7 separate regions of the Mus musculus genome follow, and all the other regions are linked to region 5. Evidence: chromatin contacts called from public ChIA-PET, Hi-C, HiChIP or PLAC-seq and promoter capture Hi-C data. All regions are on one chromosome and are shown on one strand. Each heading gives the region's core, a stretch centred on a gene start, on an enhancer-like site or on the middle of the called end of the contact. The rest is flanking DNA. Distances are from core to core; before and after follow the strand shown.

Region 1 (4,229 bases), core at 887-3,386, 330 kb before region 5:
GTGTGTGTGTACCATAAAGACAAAAGATCCAACTGCTTAAGAGAGAGGCTGGACTGAAAAGAATGAGTGTGAAAAGTACCATTACCAGCAAGGCCCAAGGTCAGGGAGCCCCATCGTCACCCTCTCCTCCACCTTGAGGTAATGGTTGGACACAGTGGTGAACTTCAAAGCAATGGTGCTGCTCTGTGTGTTGGTCCAGGTCTGAACCTGGCTCATCCATTGTAGTGAAACCCATCTTAAGACAGCAGAACCTTCCAGAGCCGCAGCACAGCGCATATGCACATTCTTCCAACATAAGCAAGAGTAGGCAAACACTGACTCCACCATCAATAATGGGTTTATTCACTTAGAAGAATACACAAGGGGAATGAGAATGTGTCTAGGGATAATAAAGCTAGGAATTATGGAAATATAACTAGATGGGATAGGAAATTAACTTGTTTTTAGGCCTTAAGGCATTCTCTTGGGGATGGGGAAAAATTTTTGGCAAGAAGTTCCAACCATGTTTTCTGTTCTGTGAACTTACTGCCTTACTGGGGGGTCTCATTGTGAGGCACCAAAGAGAAAGATCCCATATTGTACTTCACTGACCTCAACAGTAGTAACCAGTCTAGTTCCAAAGCTATAGAATCCTCCAGATAGGAGAGCCAAGGGGATGAGACAAAAATAGTCCAAACACTAGACTCACTATAAAAAAAGACTAACTCAAAGTTGGGAAACACTGGGCTATTACTATTCTATTAGTCAGTATCCAGTAAGCCTTTTCATGGATCAGGAAAAAAGTCAGATTCTGGTATTTTGTTAGACTTATCAATGCTATACAATTCCTTAACAATACTGATTAAAAGAATGCTGATAGAATTATGTTTTGTAGTAATTTACAACAAAATAATTCCAGGTTAATGCAGCACTCCCACCTAAGCTAGCTTAGTAAAGTATATATACTTCTTCAAATCAGAAGGCTGGTGTTTCAATTCTACCTGGCCTCTCAATTCGGAGATGCCCTCCCCACTCTTCACCCCAAAACCTAACTCTAAAACTGCTAGTCAGCCTCCTCACTTCTTTGCTTCTACCAAATTCTTTTCTGCTTCTTATCCTAAGTGTTCATTTTTCAAAGTCCAACTCAATTTCCACATGTGCTCCGAAAAACCTTAGCAAGTGTTCCTGTCTTAGTTATCTTCCCGCTTTAAATTCTTAGTGTCGAATATATTATTATCCCCAGAATACACTGTGCACACCAATACCTGACCCTGCTGAGCAGAGCAACCTTTCCTTCCCATCTTCCTTCCTTCCTTCCTCTTGGTTTTACAAGACAGGGTTTCTTTGAGACATTCTGGCTGTAGACCAGAATAGCCTCAAACTCAGAAATCTGCCTGCTCTGCCTCCCAAAAAACCCTTTCTTTTTAATATGTATCATGAAATATATCATGTATTCAGACACAGGGAGGTAGGTACATTATCAAATACTCTTATGAATATCAAGGATAGAAGGTTAGGTTTAGTACATTTACAAAGATCATTTGAATTCTAGAAACAGATTTACTTTTGAAAATTTAGAAACTGGCCTTCTGGTCAGGTTGAAGAAAGAAAAAGAAAAAGTCTTGGACTAGATATTATGATTTTTCTGAATTTCTGAAGCTTTCTAGATGTAAGGAGTCTTTGGAAATTTGCATCAAAGACCTTTTTAAAAACTTACCCCTATCCCATGTAGACTACAGCTTGTCATCTGAAGCATAAAGGAGAGCTGGGGATTCAAACTCGGGCCCTCAGGCTTGCTTTACCAACTGAGCAACAACCTCCCCGTCTCACAGCTACTACATGGAAAGCATTGGCCTACATTTTATACAAGTGAAGCTCTTTTTAAAACCCTATATAAACAAATGAAGGACAGTCCACTGATCTATCAGGGAGAGCATTGAAATAAATAAAGACAGTCAGATGACTTGTAGGAAGCTGGCGCTAACTCCAGCGCTCCCTCTGCCCCGTGGTTGTGAGTGTGCTCACTGGGCCCTAGCAAATACTATAGGCTCCAATTTTTGACTGAAGAGTTTTATCTTCAAAAGCCCTGGAAAACCTCTTGAGAAGTTTTCACTTTGTTATCAAGAAAATATTTCAGGCTACTCCTGTCAAGCTCAAGAAAGCCAATGGCTTGCACAGAGCCCTGTGCTGGCCCTCAGAGCACAGCAGCCCGTGAGTTAGCTCCACCTCTGCCTGAGCTCAGGGTTCTTTATGCTATTTCCCCTGAACAGTTTTTTTTTTTTTTTTTTTTTCTGTTTGTTTTTCCAGACAGGGTTTCTCTGTGTAGCCCTGGCTGTCCTGGAACTCACTCTGTAGACCAGGCTGGCCTCGAACTCAGAAATCCGCCTGCCTCTGCTTCCGAGTGTGGGATTAAAGGCGTGAGACACCACGCCCGGCTGCAAAGGGATTTTTAAATATCCAAATACATGGTTAATAAAATGCTTCCAATTTGGCTTATAAAATTAACATCCTGGAGTCATCTAGTGTTTTGCTTCAGATATAAATCAAAATTTCACATTGGTTCTTTTTTTTTTTTTTTAAAGATGTCTAATTTAGCTTTTTTAAAAAGATGTATAATTTAGCTCAAGATGGCCTTGGAACCAGCCAGATAACCTTGAATACCTGATCCTCCTGCCTCTGCCTCCTACCTGCTGAGACTACAGGCATGTACCACAATTAGTAAGGTCCTTAGGATGAACACAACACTTCATGCACATTAGGCAAGGGCTCTACCAGCTGGGCTATATCCTCAGCCCTGCACTGGCTTCTTCAGTAAAATAGTCTCTCTCTCTTTTTTTTTTTTAAACTGCATCTGGTGGGGTACAATACATTGTTTTAGTAAGTAAAAACAGTAATGATTCTTTAAAATATTATGTATACTCAGAGCAGAAGAGCTCTGGCCACCAAGTCAAACATCAAGCTAGGTTCAACAAAAGCCTCCCACTGCTCGCTGCTCTCAGCTGACAAAAGAGGACCACTAACAAGGCATCTTTCTGACCACTGCATGGGGCTGATCTTATCTGTTTCCATCTGCAAAAACTGTCTCCTCCTTCCATCCAGAGTACTGACCTGCAAAGAAGAAAGGCCAAAGTCTACACAAAGCAGAGGGCCTCTGGGCACTGCTCAGATCTTACTTACCACATTCTCCAAAGGTGCTGCGCCAAACACCTTGAAGACAGGGTTGGGTTTGGAGGGTGAGATGCAGAGTACAATCGCTTGCTGTCCCACTCGCGTCGTGTACTCATCCAACGTGGCTCTGAGTTTCCTGAACAGAACGGAAACAAGGTTACTGTGACAGAGGATGCATGCCCCAATGGAAGCGGAGCAAACTCCCTGTGGGTGGAGACAATTTTGATCGGACGTCTTCTGAAATATGACAATGGGAAGGAGAGGTAAGTATGGAAGTCTACCAGAGGAAGTGTGCACACTACACCACCATGCCTAGCTACAGCTTTGTACTGTATTGTGACAGAGACACAGTCCTACTGAGCTTTAACTGTCAACTTGACACAGACTGAGAAGGCAGACTCACTGAGCAATTGGTGAGATTAGACTGGCCTGTGGGCATGTCTGCGAGAGATTTGTCTTGACTGCACATTGATATAGGAGCACCCAGGCCATGGTGGGCAGCACTATTCTTTGGACAGGTGGTCCTGTGCTGCGTCAGAAAGCTAGTTAAAAGTATAAGCCTGTAAGTGTACTTTGGTACACACCTTTAATTCCAGCACTTGGGAAACAGACAGGCAATCTTTGTCAATTCAAAGCCAACCTGGTCTATGTGGTGAGTTACCACATAGCAAAAAATAATAAAAATGAAAAATGCAAATACCAAGATTGCAAGACAAAATCCATATCGCCTAGAAGGGAACAAGCAAGGAGCATTCCTCCAAGGTTTCTGCCAGGCTCGGCTCTGATGACCTTGACCTGACTTAAGCCCTTTCTTCCCCCCAGTTGCTTTTGGTCAGAGTATTTATCACAAAAAAGAAACTAGAACACAAACCCACAGTGTTTGCCAATGAGGATGAAATGGGTCTCTGCATTAGCCCCACTTGCCGGTGGGAGTCTGCTCCAAACCCCCACTGGAGACCTATAAGTTGAGACAGAATCAAACCCTCTCTCTCTCTCTCTCTATATATATATATATTGTGTTTTCCTCCTATACATACATACATACCAACGATAAAGTTTAATTTATAAGCTAAGAATAATAA
Region 2 (4,052 bases), core at 1,412-3,911, 300 kb before region 5:
TGGAAAACCTGTAACCATTCATTTCATCTCTCCAAACTCTATCTTATATTTATTAGCAGTCAGACACAACTATTCACAGGTTGTCCCTTAACCAGAGACAAATCTAAAACATCTAAAGCCTTTGAGAGCATCAAGACTTATTTCTAGTTGGCAGCAAAATTCAAGTTCACACTTCCTTCCTCCCAACCAGGTACTCCCTCTTCCCACCAACCAGCACTGCACGGGAGCAGAGTTACTTACGTGTTATTTGTTTGGGCTCCTTGACTGATATTTAACTGTCGTAAACATATTAAAGGCAAGTGGTGTTTTTTTGTTTTTTCACTGAGAATTTAATGAATCTGTATTTAAAATGACACAGTGGAGTGACTGTTCAAGCTGCCCCTGCAGTCACCCATCTCCAAGGCCTAGCAACTGTCCTGTTCCTCCCAGCCTTAGCCCACTCCAACCACCACTGTCTCACAAGGATAGCTACTTTGAGGATGGATACCTAAAAATGAGGCCTCTCATCCAAACAAACAAATGTGACTGGCACACACCTGTGAACCCAACATTTAGGAGAGAGAGGCAAGAGAATCACTCTAAGATTTAGACTAGTTTGGCGTACACAGCAAGTTCTACACCAGCTGAGACTGCATGAGACCCTGTTTCCAAAAACAAAAACAAACTGAAGATGGCTCATTAAGAGCCCCCGTTAAGAGCACTCACTGTTCTTGTAGAGGACACAGGTTTGATTCCCAGAATCCACAAGGTAGCTCACAATCTTCTCTTACTCTAACCCAAACCCAGTGCTCTCTTCTGGCCTTTGTGGGTACTGCAACACAGGGTGGCAACACACTCATACATTTAAAATAAAAGTAATCAACTTTTTTTTAAAAGGGAAGAAGAGCTAGGTGTTGGTGGCACACACCTTTAATCCCAGCACTTAGACGGCACAGGCATGAAAGCCCTCTATGAGTTCAACACCATGGTCTACAGAGCTAATTCTAGGACAGCCAAGGCTACACAAAGAAACACTGTCTTTAAAGAGCACTGATTGTTCTTCCAGAGGTCCTGAGTTCAGTTCCCAGCAACCACATGGTGGCTCACAACCATTTGTAATGGGGTCTGATGCCCTCTTCTGGTGTGTCTTAAGACAGCTATAGTGTACTCATATACATAAAACCAATCAATAAAAAAACAAACAAACAAACAAACAAAAAGGGGGTGGGGATACAAAAGACATGAAGCTGTTTTTTTTTTTCTAATAAATATTTTGGCTCACAATTTTTATTTGTAATCATACCAATATGAAAAAAAATTTAACTGATTTATATTTTATGAAGGACAGATGAGGGCATCAGATCTCCTCCATTATAAGAGGAGTTGTGAGCTAACACCTGGGTGCTGGGAAGCAAACACAGCTACTCTAGAGGAGTAGAAGTGTACCACTTTACCTAGAATTCTTAAATGCCCTGCAGATTATTGTTTTTTTTAAATCTAGGAACAAGGAAACAGAAACTAACATGTAAAAACAGGGACCAGCCACCAACTTACAGTATGTACTGAACACTTGAACCCTGTCTTCTCCTCTCCCACATGAACATATACACATACAGAGGGCCTGCATGACTGCAAGCAGCAAAAAGTGTGCGGAAGAGGAGAGGATAGGAAGGACTGCTGGAATCATAGGCTTTGCAAAGGCCTTTGGACTTCACTGACAGAGAAGCTCTCTGAAATGTGTATACAGGAGATGTAGGGGAGCAGCGGGGTCCAGGATGCTGACATTCCAAGCAGAGAAACATCACCTTTGGAGCACCCAATGGGTTTGGCTCTGGGAGTCTTAGACACCAGGCAAAATCACCCGTTGTTATTCTAACTGCTCAGTGGCACCTAATAGGAAAGAGCTCTTCCTAATACAAGAATGAACAAAGGTACAGAGAAATTTCTACTACTACACGTTTTAAGACTGCTTGCAATTTACAAGATTTATTTATAAAGTGAGATAAGAAGAGGGGCTGGATACATGGATCATCAGTCAAGAGTGCATACTGCTCTTGCAAAAGACCCAAGTTCTGTCCCCAGTACCTACAACAGGAACTTACAACCACCTGTAATTACAAAGATTTGACTGTTGCCTCTAGCACCTGCAGAGACAGCTGTATTTGAAAGCATATACCCAAACACATGCATATATACGTATTGAATATCCAACCATATAAAATAGCAAATCTTTTCTTAAAATGAGGTGAGAAGACTATACTAAACATTAGTTTCCTTAAAAGCTAGTAAGCAGTACCATATATACTGAGAACAATGTATTCTGGTCTACTATTACAGGTCTGCAGTGACTGCAGGCACTCCTCAAAGTCCCAGCCTTTGCTAATGAAGATGAGGCGCTGAATCGTTATGTGGGGTTTTGCAACGGTCTAGTTGGTACAGAAAGGGGAGGACTGAGGCTGGAGGCAAGCTGGTCAAGTGACTAGTTCAAGGATCCTCGGGGATCCTGGAGCATTAATTAATTAAGACAATGAGGACAGAGTTGGGTGTGGTGACCCATGCCTTGAACTCTAGCACTGAGGAGGCAGAGGCAGATCTCTGTAACCTGGAGACTAGCCTGATCTACACTGCCAGCTCAGGCCAGGAAGAGCTACACAGGGAAACCCTGTCTAAAAATGTAAAACCAAACCCAACAAGAAGCCCCAAGATGTGAGTGCTGACCACAGGGACTTAGAGAAGAGGCAGATGTGTGAAGGTGAGGAAAGTCAAGACTGCACTCCTTCTGGCTGGGTTAGTGTGATTCTCAGGCAGACTACAAACAAGAAAGGTAAACAGAGGTTGTGGAGGAAGATAGTAGCTTTCTGAAGGCACTGTCACAAAAGACTCAGATTTGAAACTTGGGGGAAGTCTGTAATGAAGGTAGAAGTTCTGGACTCATCAGCAGAAGCTGGTAAACGAAGCAGAGAACATGAACAAAACTGAGAATAAAAATCAAACAAGATGATAAAAGAAGAAACTCCAACCACAGGGCTCACATCCTCAGAACACTTGGGATGCTGAGGCAGGAGGACTGCCAAGGGCTCCAGGCCAGCCTGGGCTCAAGAACGATTGATACCTACTTCAAAAAACAAACAAATAAAATAAAATAAGTAAAATAAAAATTGAGAAAACAAGACTCTAAAAGCCAAGTGTGGGTGAATATGCCTTTAATCTCATCACCCAAAAGGCAGAGGCATTCAAATCTCTGTGAATGTAAGACCATCCTGGTCTATTTGGTGAGTTCCAGACCAGCCAGGGCTACATAGTGACCTCTTCTCAGAAATAAAATAGAATAAAAATTAAACCAAACCAAGTAAGTAAATAGTGGGCTGGAGAGATGGCTCAGAGGTTAAGAGCACTCCAGAGATCCTGAGTTCAATTCCCAGCAACTACATGGTAGCTCACAGCCATCTGTAATGGGATCCGATGCCCTCTTCTGGTGTGTCTGAAGAAATGTACTCATACACATAAAATAAGTAATTCTTTAAAAAAAAAGGGTAAATAGCAAAAAAACTTGGGGGACAATTAAGAGGTCATTAAAAGGTAAGAAAAAAATATGTAAAAGGAAAATGAGAAGCAGAAGACAATAGTGTAGTATTGCAAAGCCAAAAGGCAAGAGATCAACATATCCGAGTTCCATAAAGGAAATAAAGAACAGTAACTTACCAAAGTTTCATACATTCACTAACACTGATGTGAACCAACCTGCCCCTGACCTCTTGGCTTTCACCTTACAGAGGCAGAGGCTAGCAATAAACACATACAATAATTTTAGGTACAGTTAAGTACCAAGAAGAAAAGTAATAATATTTTTTTTTCTTGGTTTTTCAAGACAGGGTTTCTCTGTATAGCCCTGGCTGTCCTGGAACTCACTCTGTAGACTAGGTTGGCCTCGAACTCAGAAATCTGCCTGCCTCTGCCTCCCAAGTGCTGGGATCAAAGGTGTGCGCCACCACTGCCCGGCGATTTATTTTTATACATAAGTACACTGTAGCTGTCTTCAGACGCACCAGAAGAGGTCGTCAGATCTCATTACA
Region 3 (4,079 bases), core at 1,176-3,675, 370 kb before region 5:
GATTAAAGGAGTGTGCCACCATTGCCCGGCTTTTTCCTGTGTAATTTTTTTTAAAGATTTACTTATTTATTATATATGTAAGTACACTGTAGCTATCTCCAGATGCCCAAGAAGAGGGCATCAGGTATCAGATTCCATCAGATGGTTGTGAGCCACCATGTGGTTGCTGGGAACTGAACTCAGGACCTCTGGAAGAGCAGTCAGTTCTCTTAACCGCTGAGCCATCTCTCCAGCCCTGGAATAAATCTTTTTAAAAAAAAAAAACAAAATCTAGAATTTCTAGTATGCCAATCCTACATCAGAGATGTACATCAGTCACATAGACACACACAGATACCAGAAGAGTTGCTTCTGTTTGGATGGAAACTCAATCTGAAAATGGGTGCTTTGTGTTAGTCTGAAGAAAAATTCCTGACATTTCCTTATTTTATGTCACAATTCATTCTTTTTCTACCCCAATCTATCAAATTATTTTAACACTCCCTAGTCCCTTAGGCCTCCAGGAAGCTGCGCCAGCATTACAAGCATTATACAGTGTAAGGTGTACCTACAGGTAGTGCTGAGCACTGTGGAGAAGCTGGGACTGACCAGCAGTCAGAAGAGCTCTTGCTGGCTCTCAGGTGAGCCAATCTGATAGCACAGCTTTTGTTGCGTTGCTTGGAGCCAATGGCTCAATTCCAATACTTAGACCCCTTTAGTGATTCTCAAATCCAATTGCTAGCTTAACAACAGCAAAGATTTTTTTTTAAATCAATTTCACTTTGAAAACCCTATTTAGGCTCTGAAAATCTCTAAATTAGGGCCCTTCTGATAATGAAGATTTGGTGTAATTATAATGTCACAGGCAATTGTGCTGACAAAGCAAAACCAGCCATGTCTAGTTACTGGGCCTTTGCTCTCAACCTGACCAAAAAAAGGAAGAAAAAAAAGCAGCTTTGTCAGGAGCAGATGTGTGGGGGGAGGCCCAGGAAAGCAGATCTACTGAATGGAGCAGGTGCCACTTAGACATTCACTTTACCCACTCCAAGCACAACCTCCCCTTCATTTGATACCCTACTCCTGGCAGGAGACGGAGAGCATCGCACAGAAAGGAAGCATGCTTATCCTGTTCAGATTACTTCTTCTAGGCTGCTGCTGCTGGGCTCTGCACATTTGCTCTTTATTAAGCAAATGGTATAGCTGGATGCAGGGAAGTGAATCCTGTATTTACACAGGTAACATGAGAGTCAGAAGGCCCCAAAGCATCCAGGCTGTGATGTGCACGTTATTAGAGTTAGTAACAGAATGCTGACATTCCTTCAAAATCCTAACAGAAGCATAAACTAAAAGAGGAAAGTCCTCTTTTACTCAAGACTTTAAAAACTTTCTTCTCCCAAAGCTTGCCCTGTTATGATGTGGGTCCCTGTGTGAACAGAAGTTAAGGACCCTTTAACATGCCTAACTATGCCTGCAAGAATGTGGGAAACACCAACAAGTGTTTTCCAAGCATAAATTGAACAGTAAGTAATGACTCCAGTTAAATTTGTTCAACTGTCTCTAGATTTGGCATAAAAAAAAATCTATTTGCAAGAGTGTTGACTTTAATGATAGGCACCAGGATTCTGATTTGGTTACAAGGAGCTGGAATCATGAGAAACTGTAGTCTGCCTTTCCTATACAGAGAGACTTGGGAACCAACGAAGAGGACAATAATATACAGAAGCACATGTTGGCCTGAAGGGCACTGGGGTGCAGTGGTCAGTGACACCCACCTGCCAGATGATAAGGACTATCTTGAAGTCTCTGCTCAGGACGGACCTGGTCTAGGGAATGACTCCCCACAAGCAGAGAATTCCTGACCACTAAAGAGCAGAAGAGGCACGCCAAGCTGGCTGGCTGATGCGTGCTAATTCCTTTTGTGATGTCGAGGACCAAATGATAGGTATCTAGCTTTTTAATGGGTAACAACAGCTAAGTACTACATTTGAAGGCCATAGCACAGCTCTGATGAGCCCTTAAAGACAAAAGGCCCAATGGTCTAACATTTATTAGGAAGCCCTCAGTGTCCATTTGTAGCTTCTCATCTTTAAGACAAAGATGAGAGTCAGTTTCTCTCTCATTCTCCTTCTCTCCCCTTCCCTTCCCCATTCCTCTATGTCCTTCCTCTCCTCCTTTCTTTCCTTCCCCATTCCCTTATGTTCTAACACTTTCTAGTAGGGTCTTGCTGTGCATCCATCCCAGGCAGGTCCAAAACTTGCTATGTGGTTACACTGGCCTCACACTTCTGAGCCCCTGTCCCAGCTTCCACGGTGCTGGAATTACAAGTAGGACACCATGCCACCCTAAAAGATATGCTAAGCCCCTACGCTGGGACAGGAGACCTTGCAAAAGGTACTGCTACTTCTGAAGGTGTCTCACACACTACCTAAGTAAGGAACTAGGGAAGGGTATTGTAGAAACCTTCCAGCTGTGGGGCTGTAACTGAGAGGAAGGCCTGGGACCTCTGGAGGATATGAACTTCCTCAAGTAGACTCTTGTTTCCTTCTCATTTCCTGTGAGGTTTTGTCTAAAGATAACAGTTGTTAATTGGCAAAATGGTAAATGGTGGCTGGGTGTCCCCAACACTAACAGAGCATGACAAGGCAGTTTCTGCTGCCCTTGATGTCATTGTTATCCCCCCCACCCCCACCCCTACGGGAGAAAGTGAAGCCGGGGAAACTGCTGCCTCCTACAGAGGCTACTGTGGATTTCAGAGTCACTCAGAATGGTGAAGGAGAGGCTTCCGGATTGAAGACTCCTAATAGTCCCTTTCTTCTCTCAGGCCATCGAAAGGCAGGGAATGAGGAGCACCCACGAGGTGGAGGACTGAAGGGATTTTTTGCGCGACATAACAGAGTCCACAGCACAGCTTCATCCTCCTATTTCTTAGCAGCATCTGTGTTTGTGGTGCCATCTGGAATTCATCTAGGAGCAATGGCTACTTTCTGATTCCTGACCTTCCGGGCTTTCCATACTTGGTTCTGGGTACCTGGCTACAGGGATCGATACATACAAGGAAGAACCTGCACTTGTGTGAGGAGTCCATGCAGAAATATGCTAGTGGTCTGTGTGGTGAATAAACAGAGGGGAAGGGGGTTCTAGGTGCCGTCACTGCCTCCTGTCTCAGGGTCTCCACTCAGGACTCCACTGTCCTTGAAAGCCCTCCTGCCTTGCTGTTTACAGCCTGTAGCTTCATGTAGTCACATGGGTGGCTCTTCATCAAAGCCATGATGTGTAAGAGCTGAGGAGGTAGGAGGCAAAGCCCCTAAGGTCTGGATGGCCTCCCTGCTAGGAGAAGGCCTTGGTATTTTTGCTATATATATTGTCCTAAAGAAACTTCTCCAGTGATGGCAATGTACTACTGGATTTATTGTAGACTTACAGGCTAGTCTAGTGGTCACTAGGTATATGCTCTTATTTGAATTTAATGGTGAAGAAACTATGATTAAAGATTCAGGATATCAGACCACAAATGACCATTTACCACTTCAAATATGATTACCGTAACTGAGTAAATGTCTTAAATTTTAGTTATAATCTACTTTCATTTGAATGGCTACCTATAGAAAACAGCTATCACATTGAATAGAACATTTTTGTGTGTGTGTGCTATTTTTTTTCGAGACAGGGTTTCTCTGTGTAGCCCCGGCTGGCCTTGAATTTAGAAATCTCCTGCCTCTGCCTCTCCAGTGCTGGGATCAAAGGCGTGCACCACCACACCTGGCTGGATAGTACTTTTTTTTTTTTAAAGATTTGTTTTTTTATTATATGTAACTACACCGGAGCTGTCGTCAGACACCCCAGCAGAGGACATCAGATCTCCTTACGGATGGTTGTGAGCCACCATGTGGTTGCTGGGAATTGAACTCGGGACCTCTGGAAGAGCAGTCAGTGCTCTTAACTGCTGAGCCATCTCTTCAGCCCCTGGACAGTACATTTTTAATTATCTTTTGTTCTGTTTTGAAGAGACACTCAGTACACTGTTCAACCTGACCCTGATACTTGGGATTATGTGGCCCTTCACCTCAGAGTCTGCTTCTGCTCCTGACTGGGTCAATTCT
Region 4 (3,861 bases), core at 1,267-3,766, 300 kb after region 5:
GTGATGAGGAGGGCTGAGGGCTGAGCAGCCCTAGCGCAGGTCTTCAGCGGTGAACATGCCCTTGGCCCTGCGCAGGATGGAGTCTTTGGCTGCATCGTAGGGATGCTCCTTGGACGGGATCTCCAGGACAGCTGGAATGGACCTCTGGTGGGCATCCAGGGCGTGCCGAACCATCTCTGCGATGTACTGGTTGATGAGAATGATGCCAATGTCATCCCTGTTTAGAAATTGCCTGTTGGGGGAGAAGAAGAGGAATTGACAGTGGCCGGAGGTATAAGGCCTTCAGCCTTCTCTTTTCTTGGATGAAGCAACTACACATAGGAGCTCAGAACCACACAGCTCAGGGTTGGAGTCCACACATCAGCTCGTGGAGGGAACTGGTAATGAAGACCAGGGTGCAAGTCAGTGTGTTCTTTAAGCTGCCCCTGTGGAGGAGAGGCAGAGGAGAGAGAAATAGGAGCCCCTCTGTGTCTGCATGAAAGTCTAGAAACACAAGAGCCTTATTAACAAAACAAACCACCACCCACCACCACAAAAAAAAAAATGGAGGAGGAGGAGGAAGAGGAAGAAGAGGAGGAGGAGGAAGAGAAGAGAAGAGAAGAGAAGAGAAGAGAAGAGAAGAGAAGAGAAGAAAGAAAAAGACTAAATGGTAGTGGAGTTCAAGGCCAGCTTGGTCTGCAGAGCTAATTCCAGGACAGTCAGGGAGGGCTACACAAACCCTGTCTTGTAAAACAAAACAAAATTTTCTTATTGATAGAGGTTGAAAGGGTGGGGGTGGCAGGGTGATTCCTTACTGTATACCTTTTGCTTTTTAGTAAATTTTTGAGATAGGGTAAATGAGACCACTGGATGCCTCACATCTATACTGATTAGGGCAGGGGGTGGGCCAGGAGGACATCTGCTGTAAGCCAAAGGCAAGATGGAAAGAGGAAACTCAGCAATGAAGGAATCACCATTTCCAGACAGATACTGTCATTCTGGCCTTCCTCGCATGTGATCACCTCCACACACAGACATGCACACCCATTCAGCTAAGTATTTACTCATTAAAAGTCATTCACTGGGCACCTACTTTGTGTCGAGCATGGAGTAGATTTGGCTTGGTGATTTTAGGACCCCTTCCTGTTGGAAACATGGTAAATCCTTGGAAGTAAGATCTGTCCTCCAGTGGCAATGGAGGTCACTTTACTGGTTTGCTAAGAGATCAGTCTCCCAGGTCAGAGCCTGCCACGCTCCAGGCTGTGGGAACTAGTCTCAGCCAGCATCCCTGGACTGGGCTATTTAGGGGAAACAGGTGAGGGCAGTTTATTCCTGAGATTTGGCATAGTAATTCTAGAAAAGGAATGAGGAAAAAAAATAGAGAGTTGGCACCCTCAATTCTAGTCAACAGTGCACTTTCTGGCTTAAAAGGAATGCCTGCACCCAGTTTTAAAAACTACGACCCAGGGTATGATGTGAAGATCTGAAGTACAAAGTCTTTGGGGAAGGCCATACTTCCCAGATGTTTTGCTTATTGTGCGCAAGACAAATGGAAGCCCCATGGCAGACTGCAGGGAGCTGAATAAACAGAGTGGGTAGTAACTTAGAAGACACAGGTAAAGCTGCTTGTTATCCAAGCCCTGTTACTTGAGTTCAATCCTCAAAGCCCATGGAAAGAAAACTGACTCCACAAGTTGTCTTCTGACCTCCATGTGTGCACACCTACCCACGGACACACACAAACGCCGTAATTAAAAAGAAAGAGTTGACCTGGGTTCTGCCTCCTATGGCTAATGTGCCTGTGCCCTAACCAATTGTCCTTTATTTTTCTCACTAGTAACTGGGAATAACCAGTACCTTACAGGACAATTGTAAGCCTCTAAGATAAATGAAGCGTATACACACACACACACACACACACACACACACACACACGCGCCCACTGTCCGGACCTACGCTGGAGGTGGTTAGTTTTCTTAGTCGAAAAGACTAAGGTTCAGAGAATACGCTACAGAGACCCCGGAAGAGGGCTGAACAAGCCGGTCAGCACTGGCAAGAGGCTCCAGGCGTCCAATTACAGCTGGTGCAGACCATAAGCTCCACTCCCCTCCTAAACTGACACACAATCATGTGATGGGGAAAGTTCGTGGACCTGCGGTAGGCCGGACCCCACTGAGCCCCAAAAGGGAACTTAGATGGCGGAGGCCCCTGCTCAGGGTGGACAGACGACTTCCGGGACCATCCCGGTCCCCATCACCACGTGACACCCAGGTTATCAGGCCACCAATTCTCCCCGTGCTTGTAGCAAGCGGAAGGACCCATTTAGGCCTAACAGGCTACCGTACCTGAAAGTGTCTTCGATCTCATTGATGGTGGTATCCTTCTCCACTACCAGGAAATTAGGGTGGCGGTTCTTGTTTAGCTCCCCTATGCCGCCCAACAGGAAACCAGTCACCGTGTCCTCGTCTCCAATCACCGCGATTAGCTTACCTCTGCCCGCCATCCTGTCCGCCGGGCAGAGCGCTTCCCAAACACCTGTGATGCCCCGCCCCCGCAGAGACCCCGCCCTTCAGTCATGCGCAGTTCCCCGCCTCCCGGGCATGCGCATTTAGCAGGAACTCCGCTTAATCTGCGTACTCTTGCGCCATAGAGGCCAGAAACACAAACCACAGAACTACGTCTCCCAGAAGGCTGAGCGTCACAGGCCTCTCTCTGGCATTCTGTCCTTAATTTCTTCTCTCTTGGAAGAAATGCCTTTTGAACCTAGTGTTATTAGAGACCGAGACTTTAGGGGACATACTTTTTTTTTCTTTCTTTTCAGTGTACGTTAGTTTGGTTTTGGCTTTTTTGAGACAGATGGTTACCTATCTCAGGCCGGACTTGAACTTGCAGTGTAGAAGAGGATAGATCCTATTGCTTCTACTTTCCGAATGCTGGTATTATAGGCCTGCGCCATTACACAAAACAGAACAGTGTGTGCTTGATTTGTTTGACTTAAAAAAAAAAAACATCTTTTTGTTGTTACATTTGTGATTTCGGAGGCAGGTGTAGTGTGGCAGTGGAGCAGGCCACAAGTTTGTGAGGTCATAATACACCCTATGAGAGTCACCTTGAGGTTCATCTGGTCAACCCAGTGCTTTTTTTTTTTTAAAGATAGGTCTCAGGGCTGGAAGATGGCTAGGTGGTTAAGAGCACTGACTGCTCTACTAGAGGTCCTGAGGTCAATTCCCAGCAACCACATGGTGGCTCACAACCATCTGAAGACAGTGTCAGTGTACCCACATATATGAAATAAATAAATCTTATAAAAAGATTTATCCAAATATTAGGATTAGGCCAAACTACCTACCCCCTTTTTTTGGTTTTATTTGGTAGTTTGTTTTTTGAAACCTGCTATATGTAGCCTTTTCTGGCCTGGAACTCAGAATGTAGACTAGGTTGGCCTTGAACTTGCAGCCAGTGGTCCTACTGCATCATCCTCCTGAATGCTGGGACTACAGAAATGCACCACTATTTCCTGTCCATTTGTTTGTTTCAACTCTTGCCTCAGTCTGGGATTACAGACATAGGCTACCATAACTGTCCAAGAACAGGTATTTCCTAGCTGGAAGGTCAAGGTCTGAATCGGTATGATGTACACATGCATGCTAACTATGACATGGCTAACAATTACTGAATATATATTAAATTACCAAAGAAATAGGCAAATGAATGATGACACTATGTAGTGCTGTAGAAACCAAGCAAGGCCTCATGTTAGTTCCTAAATTTAGATAATTGCATAGAAACAATCCTAGCACTTAGGAGGTTTGAAGCAAGAAGATTGGCACAAGCTCAAGGCCAGCTTGGGATATTGTCTTAGGAATGAGAGGGGCACCAGCA
Region 5 (3,908 bases), core at 80-2,579:
ACAGATCTTGTCTTTTACCTCTTGTGCTGACATCAATAAATGGGAGAAAAAACGAGGGGAGTGGGTAAAGGGTATAGCCAATATATAAATAATTCGGGGGTACCATCATTACACGTTTCTATTTATGAAGGAAGCCGACAGCCCCAAACGATTACTTTCCTCAAAGTAGCAAGCATTTCTTCCTAACACTTTCTGCTCACGATAAAGATATGAATAAAATAAGCATTCTCTTCAGGTACAATCTGGTAATCCTAGAGACCAGCCCTCTTCAGGGTGAATGAAGCATCTTTCCATTACCGGTCTACAATCGCAGTACAAGAGAATTGCAATGGCTAGAAAGGAAGGGCACAGATCAGTACTACCCTGTGGAGAGCTGTTGGCCACAGAAAGGCAGAAAGTCATCATCTGTACAGAAGCCAGGCAACTCAGAGGGTTTCCCGAGCTCTCATGAGAGAGAGCTAACTACAGCTTCCTCGTTCTCCAAGGAAAAAGATCTTGCTATCCTTATCGCTGGAGGGAAGGTTTTTCTATGCCACCGAACAGTCCGGAAAATTACACGCGGGAGTGTGCTGGAGGCGCCGGGTGTAGTAGTAGGTGCTTCTCCTCCCCCTGCCTCGTTCAAGTAGTAGTGAAGGGCGCTACCTCCATGTTATTAGTAAAGTACGCCCGTGGTACCTAGAGGCTTCGCTTCGCAGCGGAGCACCGGGTGGCGGCCGCTCTAAGAGCGGGTTCAAGGGTGGGAGAAGACTCTCGGCTCCACGATCTAGAGGGTGTGGAACCGGGTGCCGCCGTGCCCTGAAGGGCCGCCACTCCCGTGCCCGCCCTCCCCGCCTCTCCGAGAAGCGAGGCAGCCCGACCCCAGTACCTTCTTGACCGTGCGCGGCGCCTCGGTGACCGTGCCGTCGGGGCTGACCAAGGCCTCGCCGCCGTCGCGATGCCGCTGGTGCTGGTGATGAGGGTCGCTCCGCTTCATGGCGGACGCTTGAGGGACCTTCCCGGCCGCAGGGCTCAGAGCCGCGGTGGGCCCCGAGCCCGGGCCGGGGGCCGGGGGCCGCTCCGCCGCGGGAGCCGGAGCTGGAGCCTCTGGGTCCCCGCCACCCGCTGGGGGTACCATGGCGCCCACGGCCGCCGCGCTCAGTCCCAACTGGGGCTCCGCCTCGGAGGGGCTCAGATCCTTCAGCTCCACCTCAGGCACCTTGGCGGCTGCCGCTGCTGACACAACCTGCACCGACATCACCGCCTCCACTGCAACCGCCGACTCTGACTCTCGCACCAGCTCCCACTCGGCCCCGCCTCCCGCCTCCCTTCCCCTTCCCTCCCCCATACCCCCACTCCTCCCCTCCATCGCCTCCGCTCCCACCCCCTTCCTCCGCCCGCCCGCTCGCTCGCCGCCAGCCCGGCCTCTCGAGCCTCGCCCCACCCCTGTCTGACTCACGCGCGAGGCGCCACAGAACCTGTAGTGCGCTTGCTCCGGGTTGCACGCGACTAGAAGACCGTGGGACCTCAGCAACCAACTTGCACTGCGCTCGCCTCGCGGGGGGGTGGGTGGGGGATAGGCCGCAGAGTCCCCTGGGAGTTGTAGTCCTTTCGTCCCTCCTCCGGAAAGTAGTTTTTGATGGAGAGGGAACTCCCAGGACAGCGACTAACAGAAAAGTATAAAAACGGATGACGCGACGGAATAGATGAGGAGAATGTCTCCAGAGGGGTTGTGGTTTCCGGAAAGGAATGCCAGAAACCCCAGGGAAAGTGGGGGGCAAGAATGACTCGCTCCCCTGACGGCGTGAATTTCCTCCGGAGTGTGCGCATGTGTGCTATCACGTGGGCGGCCTTTAAAGGAAAAGCGGCAGGTCAGGTGAGATGAATTCCGGCTCCAGGCTAGAAGGCATGGGGTTTCTCCATTCCGTTCCGAGCCTTTCTTCAGTGGGTTGGTTTCTAGAAGAAAAGAAATAAGCCATTTCCTGCTGTCATGCTTTCTGGCGTACTCTTGAATTAAGTAACTAAAATCAAATCCCCAAAGAAAGAAATCTCGTCAGGGTATGGTGGAGTACGCAGTAATAATTTGAACATCTGAAGTGTATGCGTCACCAGTGATAATAGTTCGAGGCCAGCTGAGCTATGAAGCAAGGCCCTGTCTTTAAAAAAAAAAAAAAAAAAGTTAATTCTACCGCACACATGTAATTAAAGGACCAGAAAAGAACTGGGAATCTACCCTGGGCCCTCTAAATGAGCAACAAATTCAATTAACTTTTGACCAGATCACCAGCTGCCAGTTTTATTTTTAATAACAAAAATAAAATAAAATTGCGTACCATTTGGTCATAGTGGTAAGCCCAACACTCAGGAGACAGAGACCTGAGAATCAGAAATGTGTTGAGGTTAGCTTTGACTGCTTAGCCAAAGCCTGTCACAAAAAGAAGAAACTTACCTGAAAGTAATGTTCTACTGATGATAGAATTTTTTTTCTTTTAAGAAGAGTTCTCCAATAGTCTTTTAATGATAAAAGGAAATAAATGCTTATAATTTTAAAAATCAGACTAAAAGCCAGGCGGTGGTGGCATAAGCCTTTAATCCCAGCACTTGGGAGGCAGAGGCAGGCAGCCTGGTCTACAGAGCAATTTCCAGGACAGCCAGGACTACACAGAGATACCCTGGCGGGGAAGGGGAAGGGGCATATAACAACATCAAGATGGCTTATCAGTTAAGAGCATCTGCTGCTCTTCCAGAGGTCTGGAGTTCAAGTCCCAGCAACCACATGGTGGCTCACAACCAACTATAGTGGTGATCTGATGCCCTCTTCTGACCTGCAGATGTACAAGCAGTTAGAGCACACATATACATTACAGAAAGAGGGAGGAAGGAAGTTAGACTAAAAAGTAGGAGACAACACCATACTTTCTAGGGATTTGAGAGTTGGCTCAAAATTTATGAGCCCTTGCTGTAATTTGTTCCCAACAACTACATTGGGCAACTCACAACCACCTGCAACTCCAGCTCCAGGGGGTGTGACACCCTCTTGTCCTACAGACACACACATATGCATAAGCTTAAAAATTATTTTAGTTGCACATTCTTTAAATTTTTATGTGAATATTACCTAAAGGGGGAAAAGGGCACTAAGATGTGGTTGACTTTTAGCATATTATGAGGTAGGCTTTTTTATTCCTAAAGAAACTGAGGCAAAGAGGATTATGGTTTGTGGCTGTTCAAAAAGTGACTGCAGCCCTAACAGCTCCCTTGGACTACCGGCCAGCTTGTCATTGGAAAAGCTACTTTTTTCTAAGCAAGAATAAGACAGAGACAAACGGGGGCTGGTGAGATGGCTCAGTGGGTAAGAGCACCCGACTGCTCTTCCGAAGGTCCAGAGTTCAAATCCCAGCAACCACAAGGTGGCTCATAACCATCCGTAACAAGATCTGGCGCCCTCTTCTGGAGTGTCTGAAGACAGCTACAGTGTACTTACATATAATAATAAATAAATCTTTAAAAAAATTGTCCTTAAAAAAAAAAAAAAAAAAAGACAGAGACAAACGGAGAAATCGCCTGCTTGAGTTCCTGTCATGATCCTTCTAGTACCGTGGAAGTCTCTTCATGTGGGAGCTTTAGGAGCTGTCATTTCCCGGTCTCTAAGTCTATGCTGGAAGGCACCTGAGCATTGCCATTTCCACAGAACCCAAAAGTCTGCCAGACACAAGAGCTTATTAGGCTTTCTCCTCACATGTCCGGTTTTGATCATTTCCTTCCTGTTACGAAGAAATGGCCCAGAGCTTCATCCTCCAGCTGCTGGGCAGGGGCTAACAACTTTATAACTGATTTCTTCCTTTCCCCCAATGCACGAGGGAGCTACAGTGCAGCCACCTGGCATGTGAGGAACTCATACCCAGCAGCTGCTTACCTGGCCAGCCACGAGG
Region 6 (3,859 bases), core at 212-2,711, 370 kb after region 5:
CCATCTAGCCCTCTCCTAAGCACGTTCTTACTAAAGCTGCAGGGTTCCATTCAGAGTTGACGGTGGTGGCATCAGATAGACAGTTCTCATGCCCATGTCCTGGCTTTTAAAAATAAGAGACAGCTTGGGATCTGGGTCAGCAGGCAGTGAGAAGAACAAGCCCCCTGCCGAAAGCCTGTTTCCAGGCTGGGTTGAGCAGGGCCTCTCTCTGTCTGGCAGCTTCCCGGGACACACAACCTGGTTAGCTGGGTGATTGGCGCCCCAAAGGGATGTGCCCAAACTTCCCACAATGCCTGAGCCCAGGGGAGGCTTGGAGCTCAGCCACCAGGGAGGAGGGGCCTGAGATGAAGTGAGGGGAGGGCCCTGTTCTGGCTCAGAGTTCTGGGGTCAGGGAAGGAAGAAGGGAGCTACGGAGTAGGGCGATAGAAAGCCTTTTTCAGAAAACTCACCGTCCATAGCTTGCATCCCACGGCGCTCCAGAGACCCCCAGCGTTGGCCTTTCTTCCTCTCACAACCCTCAGATACCTCATAGGAGCCTAAAGTGGTTACTGTGGGTCCTGTGAGCCGGGAGAAAGTAAGAACTGTAGGAATAGAGGGGCCTGGGGCTGAGGGGAAAGAAAGGGACGTGCATTCTTATATGGGAGCCCCGGAATTTGCAATCACACTGGAGAAGCCTGACTCACTCTGCCCAGCTCTGTGATTCTATTCCCTCAGCCACCTCTCATGCCTATGGAGGGGACCCCAGTCCGGCGCGGCCCAACCTCAGCACCCCTGTTCCCGGCTCCTCTCCCTCGCTCAGACAGAAGAGGGTGAGTGTTTGTTTAGCTTGGGGCATAAGAAGAGGGGTAGGGTGGGAACTAGGAAAGAAGGTTTTGGGAGGATCCTATATAGCAAAGCAGAGAAGGGAGGGGTGGCCGGCTCAGGAGAGGAGAGAAGGGGCTCTAAACTAGGCCGTTTCTCTTTCTCTCCCCTTCCCTCCCTCACCAAACCTCGCCCACCCCACCCTCTCCCGGTGGTCAAGAGCTTTGATGAACTAGAAGGGTGCAGGCTCTAGAGACAACTCCCCCGCCCCCCTCGTGAGCTGGAAACACAATCGGGCTGGAGAGACTAACTGGGGAGCGCTTGGGGAGTGACCGCTGGGAAGGGACAACCCAGGTCGAAAGATGGAGAGCAGTATCCGGTGGAGGCCAGGGTGAAGGGAGCCGACTCAGTACCAGGAGCACCTGGGGGTCAGAAGGAAGGAGAGCCGTAGGGGGAAGGAGCATAGGGAGCTGAGAGAGAGGCCGCTCTGACCTGGGCCAGGGCAGCTCCAGCCCGCGGCTCCCGCGCCGGCCCCGCCGCCTGCCTCCATGGCTGCTCCCGCCGCCGCCGCCGCCTCCCGAGCAGAAGCCGCAGCCTCCGGGCCGGGGACCGGGAGCCCGGTGCGCAGGGAGGAGAGAGGGCGGGCCGAGAGGGCGGGGCCTGGCCTGGCCACCTGACGCGAGTGCCCGCCTGTGGCCGCCCGGAAACCCTCCCCCAGTCCCCGGCTCCAGACCCAGTGAGGACCAGCAAAAGAGGTTCAAAACACGTCACTAAAGTGCCCCAGGCTCGTCCGAGGCAGCTTCAGGTCTGCTGCGCCTGAAAAGCGGACGTGAGCTACCGGGTCTTGAGGATGCGCCCAAGGAGTGCTAGCATGGCTTGGTTCTGGCTGCAGAACCCACCCTGGGTCCGCCACGCCTAGGGACCTCAGGGGCTAGTCTTGACGGATGATAGAACCGGGGGGGGGGTGGGGGTGGGGGGGGATGGACTGTTTCCTGCAGATGCGCAAACACACGCGCACTTCCTTGGTTCCCACACAGAGCCAGCGTCCCCATCCCCGCAGTCCACAGAACCCATCCCTCCGGGTAGCCTCAAGCGCCCCAGAGCTACTGCAGGGCTGGCGGATAGTTGAGACCTGCATGTGCCAAGTGCTAGGTGGTGGTACATCACTGCTTTCCCCGAAATCCCACCCAGCCAGAGCTCTCCTCCCAGTGTACCAAGTCCCTCTTTCTTCCCAGCCCTTTGAGCCACGCCCTCTGTGACCTGTGCAGTGTGGGCATCATTGATGTTCCCTGTAACAAGAAATGTGGGAAACCACGAAGCTTTTTTTCAACTTTTCATCTATTTATTCAAGAGATGAACTTGGTCTTGAGGCAGATTTGACATCTCAGCAGGTCTCATTTAGGTCAGAAGTGGATACTCAGGAATCTGCTCCCCGAGTTATAATCGTGGAGAGATTTCTAAGCTTGGTACCTCACACCAGTTCTTTCTCATGTATTCTCACTCCTAAAGTTTGGGCATGGCTTGGCTGGGTTCAACTCCCCAGGCTACTGGGCTCTCAAGCCCTCCATGTTCCTCAGGAATGAAGCAATTCCCTGCACATCTCAGGCTTATCAGTAATTTCAGCATTGTGTTGAGAGTTACTCTCCAGACACCCCATCCCTTCCTTTTTTTAGACTCTCCTGCTGTGCTCTTCTGACCCTCTGGGCAGCATCAGAGTATTGCCTGCTGTTAAGGTTGGGAAGTATCCTAGTTATCTTTGTATCTTCAGTATCAAAGTACCTGACTCATGGAGTAAATGAGTAACATGGAGCTTCCGACTAAGTTAACAACGCCTTCATCATTTATCCCAGATTTTTAACTCATGAATTTAAACTCACGTTCCCTATTAACAATGATGTCTGCCAGGCAGTGATGGCTCACACCTTTAATCCCAGCACCTGGGAGTCAGAGGCAGGCGGATCTATATGATTTAGAAGCCAGCCTGGTCTACCGAGTTAGTTCCAGGACAGCCAAGGCTACACAGAGAAACCCTGTCTCAAAAACCAAAAACCAACAAAACAAAAAAGTCCAGAAGTCAGTAGTAATTCCTCCCCCCGACCCCCAGCCTGATAATCAGAAAAATGAAGAATTATTTGTTTTCACCTTCTCCCCAGAGGTCAAGCTCCCACTTTAGACCCATGGCTACAGTGATCCAGCCACAGAGAAGAGCTTCCGGGCAAGCTTACTATTTTGCAGATCATCAAGCCAGACTTGGGTAGCAAGGTACAATATTTAGAGATGATGAAATGAGCTCTCATGGGGGGAGCTAAAGGGAAGTGTTCTGGAAGCTCAGTGGTTCTGCCCAGCGCAGCAGCCTCCAGTTCTGTCTCAGCAGCAGGTCAGGCTAGCAGTTGGCAGTGGGTGAACAGAAAGACAGTCGCCATGGTCAGTTGTGACATTCAGGAGTCAGAGCTCTCTCTAGGAGAGCCTGGATCTTGAGCATTAGGACTAAGCTGGTTCCTGGGTGCAGGTGATCCATCACTCACCATTGATCTCAGGGAATGCTCAAGGGAGACTAGAACCAGTCTATTAGTGGGAGGCAAACCCTATTCAGATCAGCATGGGGTTGAGATGAGGGTGAAGTTAGGGAGCAGAAGGGAAGAAAGAGCTTAGCAGCTATGGGGGGCAGGGCTGTCAGGGATGTGTCTGAAGGGCAGGCATGGCAGGTGTGTCCCCCAGGTGATCAGCTGAGAGGGATGATCTGGGTTAATCCTCCTGTAACCCCAGGGTTTAAGACTCAGCCTTACCCCCAATCCCATCCCAGGAGATCATCCCCTCTGAGGACTGATGCAGCCATTTATCCCCCTTTACCCTTATTTCTAGACGCTCAGAGTAACCATTAAAGCATTTTTAAAAGGAGCATTTGCAACATACAGAAAAGTAAAGTCCAAAGACTAGTGTAACACTCCTGTGCACACCAGACTGCTCAGATCTTTTTCTTCTTGCAATGCTGGGGATTGAACCTCAGACCTTTTGCCTAGTAGACAACTGCTCTGCTGCCTTGCTACATCCCCAGCCA
Region 7 (3,877 bases), core at 847-3,346, 340 kb after region 5:
GTAGGTGGGGAGCAGCCCCCCCCCCTCCAGGGCTGGCTTATCTTCAGCCCCTCAGCTCCACACCCACCCAACACCCTCCTAATTTCTAGCTCCACCACTTACACCAGGGCCCCCTCCCCCACCCCTTGTCCTCAGGCTTGTCCTTCTGGAAAGCTCAGAGACATCTGCTGTGTCACGGAGACAGGGCTATTTCCAGGCCAGAGCAGGAGGGTGGGGTGTGTGTGTGTGTGTGTGTGTGTGTGTGTGTGTGTGTGTAGGGGGGGGGGGTTAGTACTGGGACTGGAAGAGGTAAGGCCCAGGAAGAAGCCTGAACAGGGCAAAGGGCCCCGGACTGATCTCAGCTGCTAATTCCGGAGACCTGGAGATGGCCATGAGGGAGACTAGGGAGGGGGCAGATACCTAGTTAAATATTGAAGTCTCTGGGGGCAGCTTGTAGTGGTGGGCATCACCTGGTTCCATATACAGTTCCCTTCCAGGGTCTGGGGTGCATCCTCCCAGGGGGGTCCTTCTAGTACATCCCAGAAGGGCTCTAAGAGTTCACCCAAGACGCAAACTGGAAACCTTGGTCCTAGCGGGATAGGGCTGTGAAAAGTAAGGTATCTTCTTGCCACTCAAAACCCACCCTGGGCTTCTGGACTCTCTAGACTCCTGCGCCTCCCTACCCCCACTCAGAACTGACACACCTTCCAAATCTGGTTACACTCAATGACTTCCTCTCTTCCTCAGCCTTCCCCTCCCTCCAGGGCAGCTTGACCCTTAGCTGTAGCCAATCCCAGGCCAGGTGGTGGGTTGGAACAGGGCATGGACAGGCAGGAGTCCCCCTCCCAGACGACCTAAACGACCAGGGCAATCAGGGGTTAAAGCTCCCAGGACGTTGCTCAGTGCCTTTTTAGGTTTCTGAGGCCGGGTTCTGTTTGCTCTAGTCCGGCCAGATCCCAGATGGGGAGCACATGCCTGCCAAGCGCATCAGCGAGCTTCAGGCCACTAGTCTCCCTGGCCTCAGGGCCCTGAGAACCCAGAGACGACTGGAACCTGTCTTAAGACTGCTTTTGCCCAGCGACGAAGGCGATGGGAAGCCATTTGCTTTCATGTGGGTGGCGGGATACGCCCCCAAGGAATTAGCACTGGGCACCAGCCCTGTCCTCGCAAGCATGTGCAAGCAAGGGTGGCCCGGTGGAAGGAAAAGAGGGGACTTTGGGCAGGTCGGTAGGAGTGTGTGTAGGGAGGCTGAAGCTAAGATGTTTGGACAACTTCGGAAGGGAACTTCTCAGGGGTGCCACCTGTCCTAGAGGGGTATCTGGGCTCCAGCCTGTACTGGCGAGGGAGAAATCAGACCAGGCAAGGGAAAGGTTTTCTGTTCCGGATCTCAGTACCCGCACCTATGTGACCTGTTCCTACCCCCGCTGTGACCGTTCCCTGTGACCCCCGCACTGACCGATGGACACGAGCTTGATGTGTTCCCGCTCCAGGAACTCCAGGGCCACAGACACATTTTCCAGCTTCATTTGGCGGAAGTTGGGGCGCGGGTGGAACTTGCGGTACATGCGCTTCTGGCTGAGCACTTCGAGCAGCGCGATGAGGCGCAGCCCGTCGCTGAGGTCTCGCTGCAGGTCGGTCAGGCGCTTGCCCACACACTTGAGATGCTCGTTGCACCACCGCGTGAATGTGTTCTGCTGGATCTTCTTCCACGGTGCGTCCTCCGCTAGGTCCTTCTCCGTGGACGGCATCTCGTCCGCCTCGTCAACCAGGCCGAGGCCGGAGGCGTCCGAATAGTTGCTGTTGTTCATCATGGTGGCGCGGCGGGGGGCCGGGGGAGTACGGCCTGGGGATCGGGCTGTGGGTGCTGTCGGGGCGGGACGCGGGGACACCGAGTTCTCGGAGACTTCGTTAGCGCTCTGGGCGGCGGGGCTCGCTGGCCTCTTGGGCTGAGCTGCTGGGCTGTCCGGCTAGGGCTCTCTCTCTCTCCCGGGGCGGAGCGGTGCTCGGGAAGTGCGGGCCGGGCCGGGGCAGTGGGTTTAAGAAGCCCCCGGGCTGCCGACCCCCCCGCCGCGCCCGCAGCCCCAGGGTCCACGTCAGAGCGCCGGCCTCCCAGGAATGCCGCCCGGCCCGCGGGTGGGGGCCGCGCTGAGCCCCACGGCCCCGCCTCCGCCCGCCCCTCCTCCACGCAGTCCTCAGCAGGAGCGGGGATGGGGTGGGGGCGCTGGCCCTGAGCTTCCCCATGCACACTGTACACCCCAACCTAGTCTTAGCCATTTAGGGATGAGGGACACTCCTTCCACACTCAGATTGGGTTAAAGAAAGTAATGGGGAAACTGAGGCAGTGGTTAGGGCTAGACAAACTGATCTGGTGTTGACAGAACTTTCTGGAGTTGGTGACAAGGCTGTTGACACAGCCTAGGAGTCCTGGCTTCTAGCCTGGTTGTATTGTCCACCTGTGAAGAACTCAGAAAGGAAATTGTGTGTGTGTGTGTGTGTGTGTGAGAGAGAGAGAGAGAGAGAGAGAGAGAGAGAGAGAGAGAGAGAGAGAGAGAACACCAGAAGGAGCAGGGACATTGACCAGGAGAGACTGAGTTCAAGGGGGCTCCATGACTTTTGCCACTTTACAAGAAAAAAATGCTTAAACCGTTATTTGGAATCCAAACCCAGGGCCACAGGGAAACCAAGGCTCCTGACCTGACTCAGTGTCCCTGGTCATTAGCCCATTTAGACTCACTGGCTCAGAATGAAGCTGAGCTCAGAACAAGGGTACCCAGTGAGTCACTTTGTGTGCGCCCCCCCCCCCCCCGTGACTCAACCAAGTTGATGAGAGGACAAAAGGGCTGCCCAGGTAGTACCAGGGAGCCCCCTGGGCAATGTGCCCACATGAGCCACAGGGCAGATCTTCCCAGGGAAAGTAGAAGTGTGCCAAATAGCAGGAAGAGCCCTGGCAGAGCAGCCAAGGGAAATGTGACTGGGGCAAGTGGGCAGGGCCAGGGGCAAAGCGGGCAGGAAGGGAGGCAGGCTAGAAGCCTAGGCAGGATTGGGTTGAGGGCAAGCCCAATAAGGTGAGAGACATGGGAAATGTTCACAACAGAGAAACTGAGGCAATCCAAGCTGCCTGCCACACACAAGGGAAGGACCTACAAATGAATTTACATCGCAAGGAGAGGTCAGATGTGTGTCCACTGCTTCCCCATCCTTCGAGACTAAGTAAGCTTAGCTTTGAAGGAAGACAGTCCTTAATTCAAGCCATGTGACCGCTGAGGCTTGGGTAAATCATTTTACCTTATTTCCCTCCTCGCAGTCATAATGAAAGGAAAGGCAATAATAAAGCATCTTTGGGAGCTCTTTCCTCAAGGGCAGACGACAGCGGTGCCCACTATGGACTTGGAAAGGAGTTGGGGGAGGCGGAGCTTATGGTGAAGCTCCCAGCAATCATTTCTTTTTCCTTCTCACCTAAGGAGAAGGCCTGGTCCTTAGGAGGGAGGGGGAGGGCAGAAAGGGCCAGGAGCAGAAAAGAGCCCTGTGGTGCATGGTGTGTGGAGCAGGGGTGTCTCTGGAGGCCCTGATAGTGACAGGAGAGGTATAAATAGCTAGTGCCCCGCAGCTCATGTTCGTTGGCTGCCTGTGACAAGGCGCTTAGGAATTCCACTCTCCTGTTGGCAGCCCCCTCCTTGTCTCCCAAACTGTCATTCTCCCAGAGCGCTACCTTCACCCCTCAGCCAAAACCCCCAGCAGGCACCAGCACTGTCTATTTGAAAGACACAGCTCTCCTGTGGAGGGATGCCTAGCTCTGGATACAGAGCTGGATCACGCAAGCAAAGTTGTGTGTGTGTGTGTGTGTGTGTGTGTGTGTGTGTGTATGAAGACAGACTTTTGACAGCCCACTTGAGTAGGC

Evidence for each region. Promoter capture Hi-C pulls out the DNA fragments that hold promoters and counts their contacts. Hi-C and Micro-C count contacts between places; a contact is called where the count stands out from the background. ChIA-PET counts read pairs in DNA pulled down with a chosen protein or histone mark. HiChIP or PLAC-seq counts read pairs in DNA pulled down with a chosen protein or histone mark.
Region 1: a promoter capture Hi-C map of frontonasal cranial neural crest shows a contact between it and region 5, with 3 times the contacts expected there. The contact joins the enhancer-like site here to the promoter of Ahcyl2 in region 5. A contact is called at or near these places in 7 of 39 promoter capture datasets (the C10 cell line, embryonic stem cells, frontonasal cranial neural crest and 3 more), 2 of 484 Hi-C or Micro-C datasets (the HPC-5 cell line and embryonic stem cells), 6 of 115 datasets of contacts at active chromatin or transcription factors (the SCID.adh cell line, astrocytes, bone marrow-derived macrophages and 3 more) and 1 of 9 other capture datasets (embryonic stem cells).
Region 2: an RNA polymerase II ChIA-PET map of memory CD8 T cells shows a contact between it and region 5, with 3 times the contacts expected there. The contact joins the enhancer-like site here to the promoter of Ahcyl2 in region 5. A contact is called at or near these places in 5 of 39 promoter capture datasets (the 3T3-L1 cell line, the HPC-7 cell line, cranial neural crest and 1 more), 17 of 484 Hi-C or Micro-C datasets (the Ba/F3 cell line, the G1E-ER4 cell line, the HL-1 cell line and 12 more), 12 of 115 datasets of contacts at active chromatin or transcription factors (astrocytes, bone marrow-derived dendritic cells, bone marrow-derived macrophages and 8 more) and 3 of 9 other capture datasets (adipose tissue, embryonic stem cells and macrophages).
Region 3: a contact with region 5 is called in a promoter capture Hi-C map of stem cell-derived epiblast-like cells, with 2.1 times the contacts expected there. The contact joins the enhancer-like site here to the promoter of Ahcyl2 in region 5. A contact is called at or near these places in 5 of 39 promoter capture datasets (frontonasal cranial neural crest, hematopoietic stem and progenitor cells, maxillary cranial neural crest and 2 more) and 5 of 115 datasets of contacts at active chromatin or transcription factors (bone marrow-derived macrophages, embryonic limb bud, embryonic stem cells and 2 more).
Region 4: a Hi-C map of natural killer cells shows a contact between it and region 5, with 4 times the contacts expected there. The contact joins the promoter of Atp6v1f here to the promoter of Ahcyl2 in region 5. A contact is called at or near these places in 1 of 39 promoter capture datasets (neural stem cells), 5 of 484 Hi-C or Micro-C datasets (CD4 T cells, CD8 T cells, embryonic stem cells and 2 more), 2 of 115 datasets of contacts at active chromatin or transcription factors (memory CD8 T cells and pancreatic cancer cells) and 2 of 9 other capture datasets (adipose tissue and pancreatic islet).
Region 6: a contact with region 5 is called in a Hi-C map of the N1E-115 cell line, with 4 times the contacts expected there. The contact joins the promoter of Ccdc136 here to the promoter of Ahcyl2 in region 5. A contact is called at or near these places in 7 of 39 promoter capture datasets (the 3T3-L1 cell line, 3T3-L1-derived adipocytes, hippocampal neurons and 3 more) and 8 of 484 Hi-C or Micro-C datasets (the G1E-ER4 cell line, the N1E-115 cell line, adipose-derived mesenchymal stem cells and 4 more).
Region 7: a FOXA1 HiChIP or PLAC-seq map of pancreatic cancer cells shows a contact between it and region 5. The contact joins the promoter of Flnc here to the promoter of Ahcyl2 in region 5. A contact is called at or near these places in 3 of 39 promoter capture datasets (the 3T3-L1 cell line, liver and neutrophils) and 2 of 115 datasets of contacts at active chromatin or transcription factors (embryonic stem cells and pancreatic cancer cells).

What each region holds. Positions count from the first base shown.
Region 1 is chr6:30,097,503-30,101,731 of GRCm38.p6, reverse strand. It overlaps Nrf1 (nuclear respiratory factor 1), which reads right to left. Exons shown (of 12, transcript NM_001164226.1): 5 at 3,157-3,283. Among named protein-coding and RNA genes, the nearest start is that of Nrf1, 52 kb to the right of the region's middle. Within about 2 kb of position 2,136, at least 3 of the 459 cell types and tissues checked have an H3K27ac peak or open chromatin away from gene starts, as enhancers often do.
Region 2 is chr6:30,069,415-30,073,466 of GRCm38.p6, reverse strand. The region is part of intron 1 of Nrf1 (nuclear respiratory factor 1); the gene reads right to left. Among named protein-coding and RNA genes, the nearest start is that of Nrf1, 23 kb to the right of the region's middle. Within about 2 kb of position 2,661, at least 5 of the 459 cell types and tissues checked have an H3K27ac peak or open chromatin away from gene starts, as enhancers often do. A contact at or near this core is called in memory CD8 T cells, where this site is marked.
Region 3 is chr6:30,134,312-30,138,390 of GRCm38.p6, reverse strand. All of the region lies in intron 11 of Nrf1 (nuclear respiratory factor 1), which reads right to left. Among named protein-coding and RNA genes, the nearest start is that of Mir182, 30 kb to the left of the region's middle. Within about 2 kb of position 2,425, at least 30 of the 459 cell types and tissues checked have an H3K27ac peak or open chromatin away from gene starts, as enhancers often do. A contact at or near this core is called in bone marrow-derived macrophages, hematopoietic stem and progenitor cells and stem cell-derived epiblast-like cells, where this site is marked.
Region 4 is chr6:29,466,438-29,470,298 of GRCm38.p6, reverse strand. Atp6v1f (ATPase, H+ transporting, lysosomal V1 subunit F) reads right to left here and starts at 2,516. Exons shown (of 2, transcript NM_025381.2): 1 at 2,325-2,516; 2 at 1-232. The coding sequence starts at 2,482. The coding sequence ends at 31.
Region 5 is chr6:29,765,864-29,769,771 of GRCm38.p6, reverse strand. It overlaps Ahcyl2 (S-adenosylhomocysteine hydrolase-like 2), which reads right to left and starts at 1,329. Exons shown (of 17, transcript NM_001171000.2): 1 at 866-1,329. The coding sequence starts at 1,234.
Region 6 is chr6:29,394,177-29,398,035 of GRCm38.p6, reverse strand. It overlaps Ccdc136 (coiled-coil domain containing 136), which reads right to left and starts at 1,461. Exons shown (of 18, transcript NM_001347071.1): 1 at 1,294-1,461; 2 at 450-557. The coding sequence starts at 1,351.
Region 7 is chr6:29,431,372-29,435,248 of GRCm38.p6, reverse strand. It overlaps Flnc (filamin C, gamma), which reads right to left and starts at 2,096. Exons shown (of 48, transcript NM_001081185.2): 1 at 1,436-2,096. The coding sequence starts at 1,790.